Regions from separate parts of the Sus scrofa genome. Here all the other regions are linked to region 3. Evidence: chromatin contacts called from public Hi-C data. All regions are on one chromosome and are shown on one strand. Each heading gives the region's core, a stretch centred on a gene start, on an enhancer-like site or on the middle of the called end of the contact. The rest is flanking DNA. Distances are from core to core; before and after follow the strand shown.

Region 1 (3,236 bases), core at 273-2,772, 50 kb before region 3:
GGCCTGGCACAGTGGGTTAAAGATTTTCACAGCTGCGGTAGAGGTTGCAACCGAGGCTCAGATCTGATCCCTTGCCCAGGAACTCCATATGCCTCGAGGAGGCAAAAAAAGAAAAAAAAAAAGAAAAGAAAAGAAAAGCCATCATCTTCAGATATTATCTAGCTACAAATATGCCAACTCTAGACGTCATGATACATTTCAAAGATTTTGTTGTTAATTTAAATAACTTAAGAATAGACTTTTACACATAGATTCTGAATCTACACAAATCAAATCATCAATATTTAATAAATGGAGTCCTCCCTAGTGTGTTGCTTCTTTTTAACAGAAAAGTAGAGGACAGGGGTTCTAAAAACTGCTCCCATCCTTGGTACTATGCATGATGTAATTCCATCAACTCTCTACAAAAAGTGAAAAAAATGAATGACCTGCCTATCACAGGGAAACTTTGAAAGGCAATTGAAAATACTATCTAACAGTTGATATCTGCTGAAACCTGGCATACTTGACTGAGAATATAAAATACCATTTAAGAACTATTGCACAGTAGATTAGAAACTAACATACATACTTAAACTTGCTAAAACTCTTTTAGCTGAACTGATTTCCAGCTCTGACAGATGTGAATTTCACTGTCATGAGCCATATGGGCTGCTGTTGGATCCTTCAGAAATTTGACTCAGCAACCACTTCATTATCACTTCTGAATGAGCTCCTTGTTTCTCTAGGTATCTGGTGCTAAAATCTCAGAAGAGAATAGCAGCAGCTACAGCAGCAAAAAAAAGAAAAGAAAAGCTAACAAAACGTTGGCTCCCCTCTAATTTCAGATTTGTCTTCAAGAGATTTTAAGTCTTGCATTTGGGGCCCAGGAGGAGAGATGAATTCTAATTTCAGAGATGCGGAGAGGGGAGGGTTGGGAAGTCCTTGGCGATGCCCGGCCTGGATCAACCTCAGGTTAGAAAAAACAAAGTTCAGAGAAGCCACTGGGCAGGGCAGGGAAGGACAGGGCAAGGCGGCAGTTGGCTACCGGGAACGGAGAGGGCCTCCCCACTTGACCGCGAGGCGAGATCTCGGGAAGGCCCAGGGCCAGTGGAAGCTCCGCGCGCGGTGGAAGTTGTCCCTGCGGGGAAGGAAGAGGCGGGCAGCAAAGGAGCAGCATCTCGGGAGATTGAAGGCCTGGGATGGTTGAAGCCGGTCCTCAGGCACCGTGGGCAGCGGCGCCTGAATAAGGCGCCTATCGGGGAAGGGAATGGCGAGGACTCATACCTGGATGAGCACCTTCACGTACATGAGCGGCTGGGACAGGATGGTGAGACCGGAGCCCAGGAGCACCTGACTGGCCGCGTCCGCCATGATGGCACCCGCGGACGGACAGACAGACGCAGCCACCAAGCGACCGAGCCGGTCCCAGATCACGTGCCAGGGCCGCCGGCTTCACTGGCCTGCCCGCGGCGCGCGCGCGCACGCACGCAGCGGCGCGCGCCTCTCCGCCCAGTCCCCGCCCACCGCCACGCCCCAAGAAACGGCAGGCGCTCGCGAGCGGGAGCAGGGGTCGGGGCGGGGCTTATGCCCTCCACTAGGAATGGCAGTTTCTCTTGCGCTTGCGCGGGCTGGAAGGGCCCAGGCGAAGAAGAATGGGCGTGGCAATGGGGAGTGACCCTGGCCGCATGGGCAAGGTCAGAGTAATAAAAATAATTGAAAAGGGATCTTCGATATTCTTCGCCTCTGCACTTGCTTTTTTGGCATCAGCAAAGTAAACTCTAAGGACTACTCAGCATCAGAATCATAATCTAGTGGCCAAGAAAAACTAGATAGAATAATGACTCCATCAGGGGGTTGCTATTGGTGCATTCATTCATTCATTCATTCAGTTAATGTTAAAACTTCTCGGAAACACATTTTCTGACCTATATTTAAATTCCCCTCCCCTTTGGGAGTTCCCGTAGTGGCGCAGTGGTTAACGAATCCGACTAGGAACTATGAGGTTACGGGTTCGGTCCCTGCCCTTGCTCGGTGGGTTAACGATCCGGCGTTGCCCTTGCCGTGAGCTGTGGTGTAGGTTGCAGACGTGGCTTGGATTCTGCGTTGCTGTGGCTCTGGCGTAGGCTGGTGGCTACAGCTCCCTAGCCTGGGAACCTCCATAGGCTGCGGGAGCGGCGCAAAAAAAGACAAAAAAAAAATAATAATAATAATAAATTTACCTCCCCTTTATTTCCTACCACATTGTCTTTTAACACTTATCATTGTCTGAAATTTATCTTTTTGTCTCCTCCACCGGAATGTAAACCTCGTGAATTCAGGAGCAGGAACTGCCTTTGTTTCTTACTCAACGCCTGGCACATACTAAATGCTCAATAAATATTTATTGCCTATGTGAGCAATTACTTCAGTGCCTACCAGGCTACATGTTACAGACGCAAAAAGGAAAAGGCATTGTCCTTACTCCTTCAGCTCCAGCACACACATTCTATATCAAACAGCACTTAGGCACTTAGGCAGAGCCTGGCACAGAGAATGAAGCAGGAAAGAAAACTTGCATTTTAGATTCTGGTTCTCCTTTGTATACAAATGATTTGGAAGTCGTTTTATCTTTTGTTTTCAGTTTTTGTGTCTAAATCTAAGGATAACACTACTACCTTCCTCTTGATGTTATTGTTAAGTGAAATCATGCATAGGATAAGATTTTTTTAAACAGTGTATTAAAGGAGTTCCTGTCGTGGTGCAGTGGTTAATGAATCCGACTAGGAACCATGAGGTTCCTGGTTCGATCCCCGGCCTCGCTAAGTGGGTTAGGATCCGCCGTGGCTGTGAGCTGTGGTGTTGGTCACAGACACTGCTTGGATCCCCCTTGCTGTGGCTCTGGCATAGGCTAGTGGTCTGGCATAGGCTAGTGGGTACAGCTCCAATTGGACCCCTAGCCTGGGAACCTCCATATGCCGAGGGAGCGGCCCAAGAAAAGGCAAACAACAACAGTGTATTAAAATACAAATGTGGAGTTCCCCTCGTGGTGCAGCAGAAACAAATCCGATTAGGAACCATGAGGTTTGGGGTTCCATCCCTCGCCTAGCTCAGTGGGTTAGGGATCCGGTGTTGCCCTGAGCTGCAGTGTAGGTCCCAGACGTGGCTCGGATCTGCCGTTGCTGTGGCTCTGGCATAGGCCGGCGGCAACAGCTCCGATTATACCCCTAGCCTGGGAACCTCCATATGCTGCAGTTGCGGCCCTAAAATGACAAAAG
Region 2 (3,414 bases), core at 914-3,413, 38 kb after region 3:
AGCATTTATCAAAACACTCTGTATACAAACCCAATTTGATCTTATTGAAAGATATTGTAGAAAAGATGGAAAAACCAACAACAATCCCCCCCCCCCCCCCCCCCCCCCCCGTACCTGTTGCTTTAACCGCAGTGGGCCTGGTGGTCATGACTGGTTTGGGAGGATTTTGAACAACTCTGGGCACCTCCACCACCACTTCCTGTTCATCTAGATTTTAAAAAACGAACAAAAAAAACTATAGTCAAACGATGGGTCAAAGAAAACACTGCAGGTGACAAAACAATCTTTGATTTGATCTTTCAAATCTAGATTTCACCAGTTTAAAAACAGGATGGCTATAATCTATCACTGACACAAATAAATGGGAGACTGGAGACGAGAAACAAGGATAGCTAGAATCTTCCATTTGCCGAGTGACTTAAACATTAAGAATCTGAACACTGTACATAAAAATTACATCTGAAATAATCCAACGTCCAAACACACAGACACACACTCTTCTCGCGGCTACCATAGGGCTTTCACAATAGGCATAACTAGAGCTTTTTTTTTCGCATGAGTTCCCCAATATGATTTTATTTTTTTTTTAACAGCCGAAGTGGAAGGGGCCGATAGTAGTATTGTCCGGCCCCGATAGTAGTATTGTCCGGTTACTCTTAACGCAGATAAACACAAGTAGTTGGGAACTCACAAGCTCCACTTCTCCAAAAATATGGAGGAAACCCGACAGCTGGCGATTACTTATGCTTTGGCTGGCATAAGGATGGTTCGCTCACTTCTAAAAGGTCTCTCCCACTTCCAACAAAAAGGAAAGGAAAAGTAACATGACATGTAGGGAAAGGGCAGGTTCCACCGTCACCAAGCCTGGGACGCGGAAACGCATACTCTCATATTTACCCGGTAAGTTATGCAAAACCGAGAGCAGACGTTGAGCAGACTGGGTGGCCGGGCCAAGCCCTGCACCAGAAATGGCGCCTCTGGGTCGGCTCCGGCCGGGCGCACACTGCTCTGCCGACCCTTCCGCCGCCTAGGGGCCCACAGCCGTCCTCCCCACAGGCCCCGTGCGGCAGGCCTCAGATACAAACGCCACCAGCCCGGGTTTCTCTTCCTCCTCAGGGACCTGCTCGAGAGGCCTAGGCCCCAAGCTCCGAGCTCGAGTTTCCGACGTTCCACCTAAGGGCCCTCGTGCACGCTTACCTTCCGAAGGCGAGTCGTCCGGGGCCGCGGCGGTAGTCACCACGGTCGTCGTCTGCGGCGTTGCCGCCGCCACCGCCGCCGGGGCTGGCTGGCTGGTCGCCGCAGCCGTCGTGTCCGGCTCGGTGTCGGGTTCCGGCTCCGGGTCCCGGCCAGGCGTGCTGCTCCGGGGACCCGGCGGAGAGAGCTGCAGGATGGGCCTACGGCCGGGTACCGCCCGGGACTTCTTCCCCATCGCGAGCCCTAGCGCGAGCCGCGAGCGTCGGGAAGCCGAGAGGGGCGGGCGTTCGGCGCGGCGCTGCGTAATCAATATTCATACACTGCGACACCGCCTCCTGCAAGGATCCGCTTTTAACCGGTGGAGGGCCTGCCCGCGCAAGCGCCTGGGGCCTCCTACGCTTTTCAGGCTCCTCCCCCCATGGATGGAGGGCGGGCTTTACCCACAGGGCTAGGCTATTGGCTGTTTTAACGCACAGAAGGAGCTGGTAGCCAATGGAAAAGGAAAAAGAATGAGCGTCAAGCCAATAGTGAGGAAGGGTCTCAGTTTAGAATCGCTTCCAATTACGTCAGGCTCCACCCATGCGTTTTTTGCAGTCTTTTCTCTACCGCCTTGTCCTCCATTTTGTGTCCGTTCTTGTGTATCAGTTTGTCGTTTGTTATGTAGGGAACTTGCTGTTTTCCAGGTCTTTAGCCAAGTTTCACCCAACTTATCGTGGCTTACTTTCGGTATAACACTGAATGTTAAGTAGAATAGTGAGTCTTTTAATGGTTTAGTAAATTTTTTCCTAGAGCATAAAGATGACCTCGTTGTTTATTGGCTGGAAAAAAATGACTAGATTTACTAGCATTGGAGGAAAGAACCTAAATTGTGGGGATGGGATAAGGGAGCCATCCTAATCTGGCCTTCCCAACCTGCTTTATTTATCTTCTATTAGCACTGTCCTCTCCCCTGTCCCCTTCTGCAGCCAGCTGCTGGGAGCAGTTGTCTCACTTCCATCCTTTACACAAGCTGGAGTAACCATTGCACCACGTGGGAAAAATGTTTTTTTCAAGACCCATGCAAGCTTTACATCTCAACCTTTTATGTCAATGCTGAGCCCCTCCCCAGCACTTGATTTTCCATTGATAGCTGTCTCCTCCATTCTAGAGCTTAAGAAATCCAGTGATGGGAGTTTCCTGTGGCCCAGTAGGTTAAGGATCCCTGGTGGCCTAGGAACGTCTATATGCCAAGGGGTGGGAAGCTCTTTACATTATTTTTTTTTAATTTTTTTTATTTTTAATTTAATTTTTTTATTTTCCCACTGTACAGCAAGGGGGTCAGGTGATCCTTATATGTATGCATTACATTTTCCCCCCCACTCTTTACATTATTTTTAATGCTTAAGCCAAGGTGCCAGCCTACACCACAGACACAGCAATGTGGGATCCGAGCTGTGTTGGTGACCTACATCACAGCTCACAACAATGCCAGATCCTTAACCCACTAGTCGAGGCCAGGGATTGAACCCATGTCCTCATAGATATAGTTGGTTGGTTACCCACTGAGCCAGGATGGGAATGCAAGAAATCTTACTTTAATAGAATTGGAAAGTTCTCTGGTGGCTCAGCAGGTGAAAGATCCAGTGTTGTCACTGCTATGGTACAGGTTCAATCCTTGGCCTTAGAACTTATGCATGTGTGGGCGTGACCCCCCACCCCCAAAAAAGTTGGGAAACCAGAGCGGGCCAGGCAGCTCTCCCGCCCTGTGAAGATAGCAGAGCCCAATAGGAAGAGATTCCTCTTCTTTCCTGGGAAGGACTCAGCCAATGAAAAGCCACGTGCTGTTTACTACAGCTCTTCCAACTTCCTCTTCCTTTCTGTAAAAGCAGTTCCTTTCTTTGCCATGTGGGTACTTGTACCTGGTTTGCCTTGGTAGCCAACCTTGAATTGCAATTCTTTGATGATTCCGAATAAACCCACCTCTGCTGGAGAAATAACTGGCAGTTCATTTGTTTTAGGTCACAATCATTTATCGTCTCATGCCCAACTGAGTATACTTTGATCAATTCAATTCTGACCATAACCCCCAGGAGCTGACATCAGACACTTTAAGTTCAAGGGCTCAGTCTCCCACAGAACTGTCTTTACTTCATTAGCCAGCTCCCAAGTGAGGACCCCACCCCATTCACACTTCTGGCTATGAAATCAGGGGTCCCTGGAGTTCCCTTTTGTTATTGTGGG
Region 3 (3,099 bases), core at 231-2,730:
CATCATTAGTTGATTTAAGCATAACTCTCCCAGTTAAACAATTCACTTTATGAACCCGGGAAAGGTGATGCTAGATAAGAGTGAGCTATTACCTTTAAAGTAACCATAGTACTGGAGGTGATGGTACATAAAATCTTCATAGGGATCAGGAAGAGTCTGTAAAATGAAAGACCATCTCAATCAGGAAAGAGCTTTCATAATAACAAGCATAATAGTCTGTCATAAGAGTAATACTGACTCTTGGAGTTCCTGTCGTGGTGCAGTGGAAACGAATCTGACTGGGAACTGTGAGGTTGCAGGTTTGATCCCTGGCCTTGCTCAGTGGGTTAAGGATCTCGCGTTGCCATGAGCTGTGGTGTAGAGGTGGTTGAGATCTGGTATTGCTGTGGTTGTGGTGTAGGCTGGCAACTGCAGCTCTGATTAGACCCCTAGCCTGGGAACCTCCATATGCTGTAGGTTCGGCCCTAAAAAGACAAAAAATAAATAAAAAAAAATAATAATACTGGCTCTTAACCAAAGTACAGAAGCATTGTTACAGAGGACACTATACCTAGAATTTCTGTAAACAAACCAAGTGAAACACCTTTACGCATATTATTCCATCTTTGGGATCAAGATCTCCAGCCAGAAAAAGGTGCCACCAGGATATATTTTCTAATCTAGTACTGGATTTCTGTGGTGTTTCTGGAGAGGGGTATTACTAACCTTCGGCTTTGGCTCTTTTTCCAATGCTGGGAACATGTTACTTCTACATGGTATGCTGAAGACCAGTCAGTGACACGGCGTCCAGCCACACCCTTGCCCAATTTCCAAAAGGCACCTGATTATTAGACAGATGAAGCTAAAAAAACCACAGGAGGACAACCGAAAAAACTCGAAATACGTCCACGCCCCCTGTCGCCTTGCTCTCTTTTCTGCTAACCCACCCGCTCCTCAAACAAGGACCCAGCCGGTGGTGCCCACCGTGAGGCCTGAATGCGCACCTGATGAGGAAGGGCGGCTTGTCTTCAAGCCTCCTTCTCCCGAAGCCCCAGGACTCCTGCCGGCCCCATTGCTTTCTTCTCCCTAAGAAGGAGCTGCCTACCACCAGGACGCCGCAGGAAAGATTAAGAAAAAGGGATGGAGGGATCCGGCGGAGTCGTCTCTGTGGACATGGAAAAGAAAGATCAGGGGTCGGGAGAGTGGGCTCTTAAAACGAATTCAGGGTTTCAATGTTTCCTTATCTGGGAGAAGGTGGCGAAAGACAGTTTCCTGAAGAGGCGCGGGAGCGGGCGTAGAGATTTCCTAGGAGGGGACAGGGGAGACTGGCTACCCTAGCCAGTCGGGCTAGCAGGGATGGGCGCGGCGCCAACAGCAGCAGCAAAGGAGCCGGAGCGAGCCTGGAGGCACCGCAGCGCTCGGCGAAGACGAAGCGCTCGCCTTGCTCGCTTGCCACAACTTTCTGCAAGGGCCTGGGTAGCCTAGCAACCGCGAGGCGGAAGCGAGAGGGCGGGGCAGCTGGGCGCTTCCGGGGAGCGAGGCCCCAAGGAATAGGTGTGGAACCCGGATGAAGTCGATCACTTGGCGGGGGTACCAGTTTCAGCCTCATTCCTCGTTTCGCACAATATACTGCAGACCCGCTTCGGGGTATTCGAAGGTATATTAATGGGCAAACACAACGCCAGTAGTGCTCAACATACTCCAAACTTAGTTGCTATTACTTAGCTAGCTTTAGGGAAACTGTTAAGTATTGCTCAAAGAGAGCGGCTTCCTCTCTCCTTCCACCTTCCTAGGCTCTCCATCCCCTGGCTAGACTTGAAAAACAAGTTAATATGCTCCATTCTGGTAGGATAGAGACAAGTATGTACTCTGCAGCAATTCTTGGAAGTTTGGAAAACTGTTAGGCAAAGCAAAAGCTTTAATGGCTAGTTGATAGCCTTTATTTTCAGAAATTTGCTCTCTGCAAATTGCAAGAAAAACAATCTATATACAAAATGGTCACCCTAATATTTGCATAATGGTAAATAAAAAACAACACACTAGCATACACAACACTGATCCGACAACTGCATGCATATAAATATATTGGAATAAAATTCTAACTATTGTCTTTGGTTAACTTGGTATGACTATAACCATAAGTATTACTTTTGAAATCAGAGGAAAAAATATAAAGCACCTTTATTTTTTTTTCAAACTATTAGCCACATTACATCATTTCCAGGATTTAAGTAGGCCAAATATCAGTTAATATTACAGAGTACAAGATCCAAAATTGAAGTCATACAGTACCTTTTGGTACTAGAGGACTGTTTTTCTAATCCTGTCCCTAACTCCTGAACAAGATCTAGACATTCTTGACAAGATCTTGACATTCTTTTTTCATGACAGGACATGTCTGCCCATGTCTTATACTGTAGTTGATTATAAAAAAATTGACTTAAGTCTTGGTTAACATAATCATGGAGTAATAATCAAAACAGGAGCAAAAGGATAACCAATCAGAAGTATAAAAAAAGCTTTATTAGTGCATATGTACAAATTTACAAGGTCAGAAACTGGAGAAATACAAACAGCTTTAAAACACAATTTGCTTTTTCTTCAGTTTAAAGTGACTTTTACCTGATTGTGATACAATAGAAAGTACAGAAGAGTAAACTGCTTTTTAAATACTGGAATTTTATGGAGAATACATTCACACATAAAAGGGAGGTGAACTTTGGACCAAGTCAAGAAAATGGAAACACATTAATACATGGAGTGGCTCTTATTACGTTTACTGCCACATATGTAAGGGGGAAATTCTCATAATCAAGGACATGAACACCTGCTGCCGCTGCTGCCTATATTGAAATTTAAATGTCACCTAGTATGTGAAATGACTGAGCTATAAGTTCTAGAATCTGTGGGAAAGAATACTCTGAAGAGTGTGGCCATCTGTTAGTACCAGGTGAACAACCTGCTATACTCAGCACTTCAGGCATGGCAGACTAGAGGAAGAGGTCAGAAAGAGATTCCTATAATCCCAGTTAAGCAAGGTAGAATACAGAGCTGCCTTCTTAATTGCACTTGTTCTGAAGAAGTTAATGAGAGAGAGCGCCACACTAGGAAATACATTGC

Evidence for each region. Hi-C and Micro-C count contacts between places; a contact is called where the count stands out from the background.
Region 1: a Hi-C map of embryonic fibroblasts shows a contact between it and region 3, with 1.9 times the contacts expected there. The contact joins the promoter of MTCH2 here to the promoter of AGBL2 in region 3. A contact is called at or near these places in 1 of 5 promoter capture datasets (liver), 10 of 47 Hi-C or Micro-C datasets (alveolar macrophages, brain, embryonic fibroblasts and 4 more) and 1 of 2 datasets of contacts at active chromatin or transcription factors (alveolar macrophages).
Region 2: a Hi-C map of liver shows a contact between it and region 3, with 2.6 times the contacts expected there. The contact joins the promoter of FNBP4 here to the promoter of AGBL2 in region 3. A contact is called at or near these places in 5 of 47 Hi-C or Micro-C datasets (embryonic fibroblasts, epiblast stem cells, heart right ventricle and 2 more) and 2 of 2 datasets of contacts at active chromatin or transcription factors (alveolar macrophages and skeletal muscle).

What each region holds. Positions count from the first base shown.
Region 1 is chr2:14,981,277-14,984,512 of Sscrofa11.1, reverse strand. MTCH2 (mitochondrial carrier homolog 2) reads right to left here and starts at 1,522. Exons shown (of 13, transcript XM_003353877.5): 1 at 1,267-1,522. The coding sequence starts at 1,353.
Region 2 is chr2:14,894,282-14,897,695 of Sscrofa11.1, reverse strand. It overlaps FNBP4 (formin-binding protein 4), which reads right to left and starts at 2,163. Exons shown (of 17, transcript XM_021083063.1): 1 at 1,198-2,163; 2 at 115-207. The coding sequence starts at 1,429.
Region 3 is chr2:14,931,569-14,934,667 of Sscrofa11.1, reverse strand. It overlaps AGBL2 (cytosolic carboxypeptidase 2), which reads right to left and starts at 1,480. Exons shown (of 15, transcript XM_021083073.1): 1 at 984-1,480; 2 at 706-820; 3 at 93-156. The coding sequence starts at 741. It overlaps FNBP4 (formin-binding protein 4), which reads right to left. Exons shown (of 17, transcript XM_021083063.1): 17 at 2,481-3,099.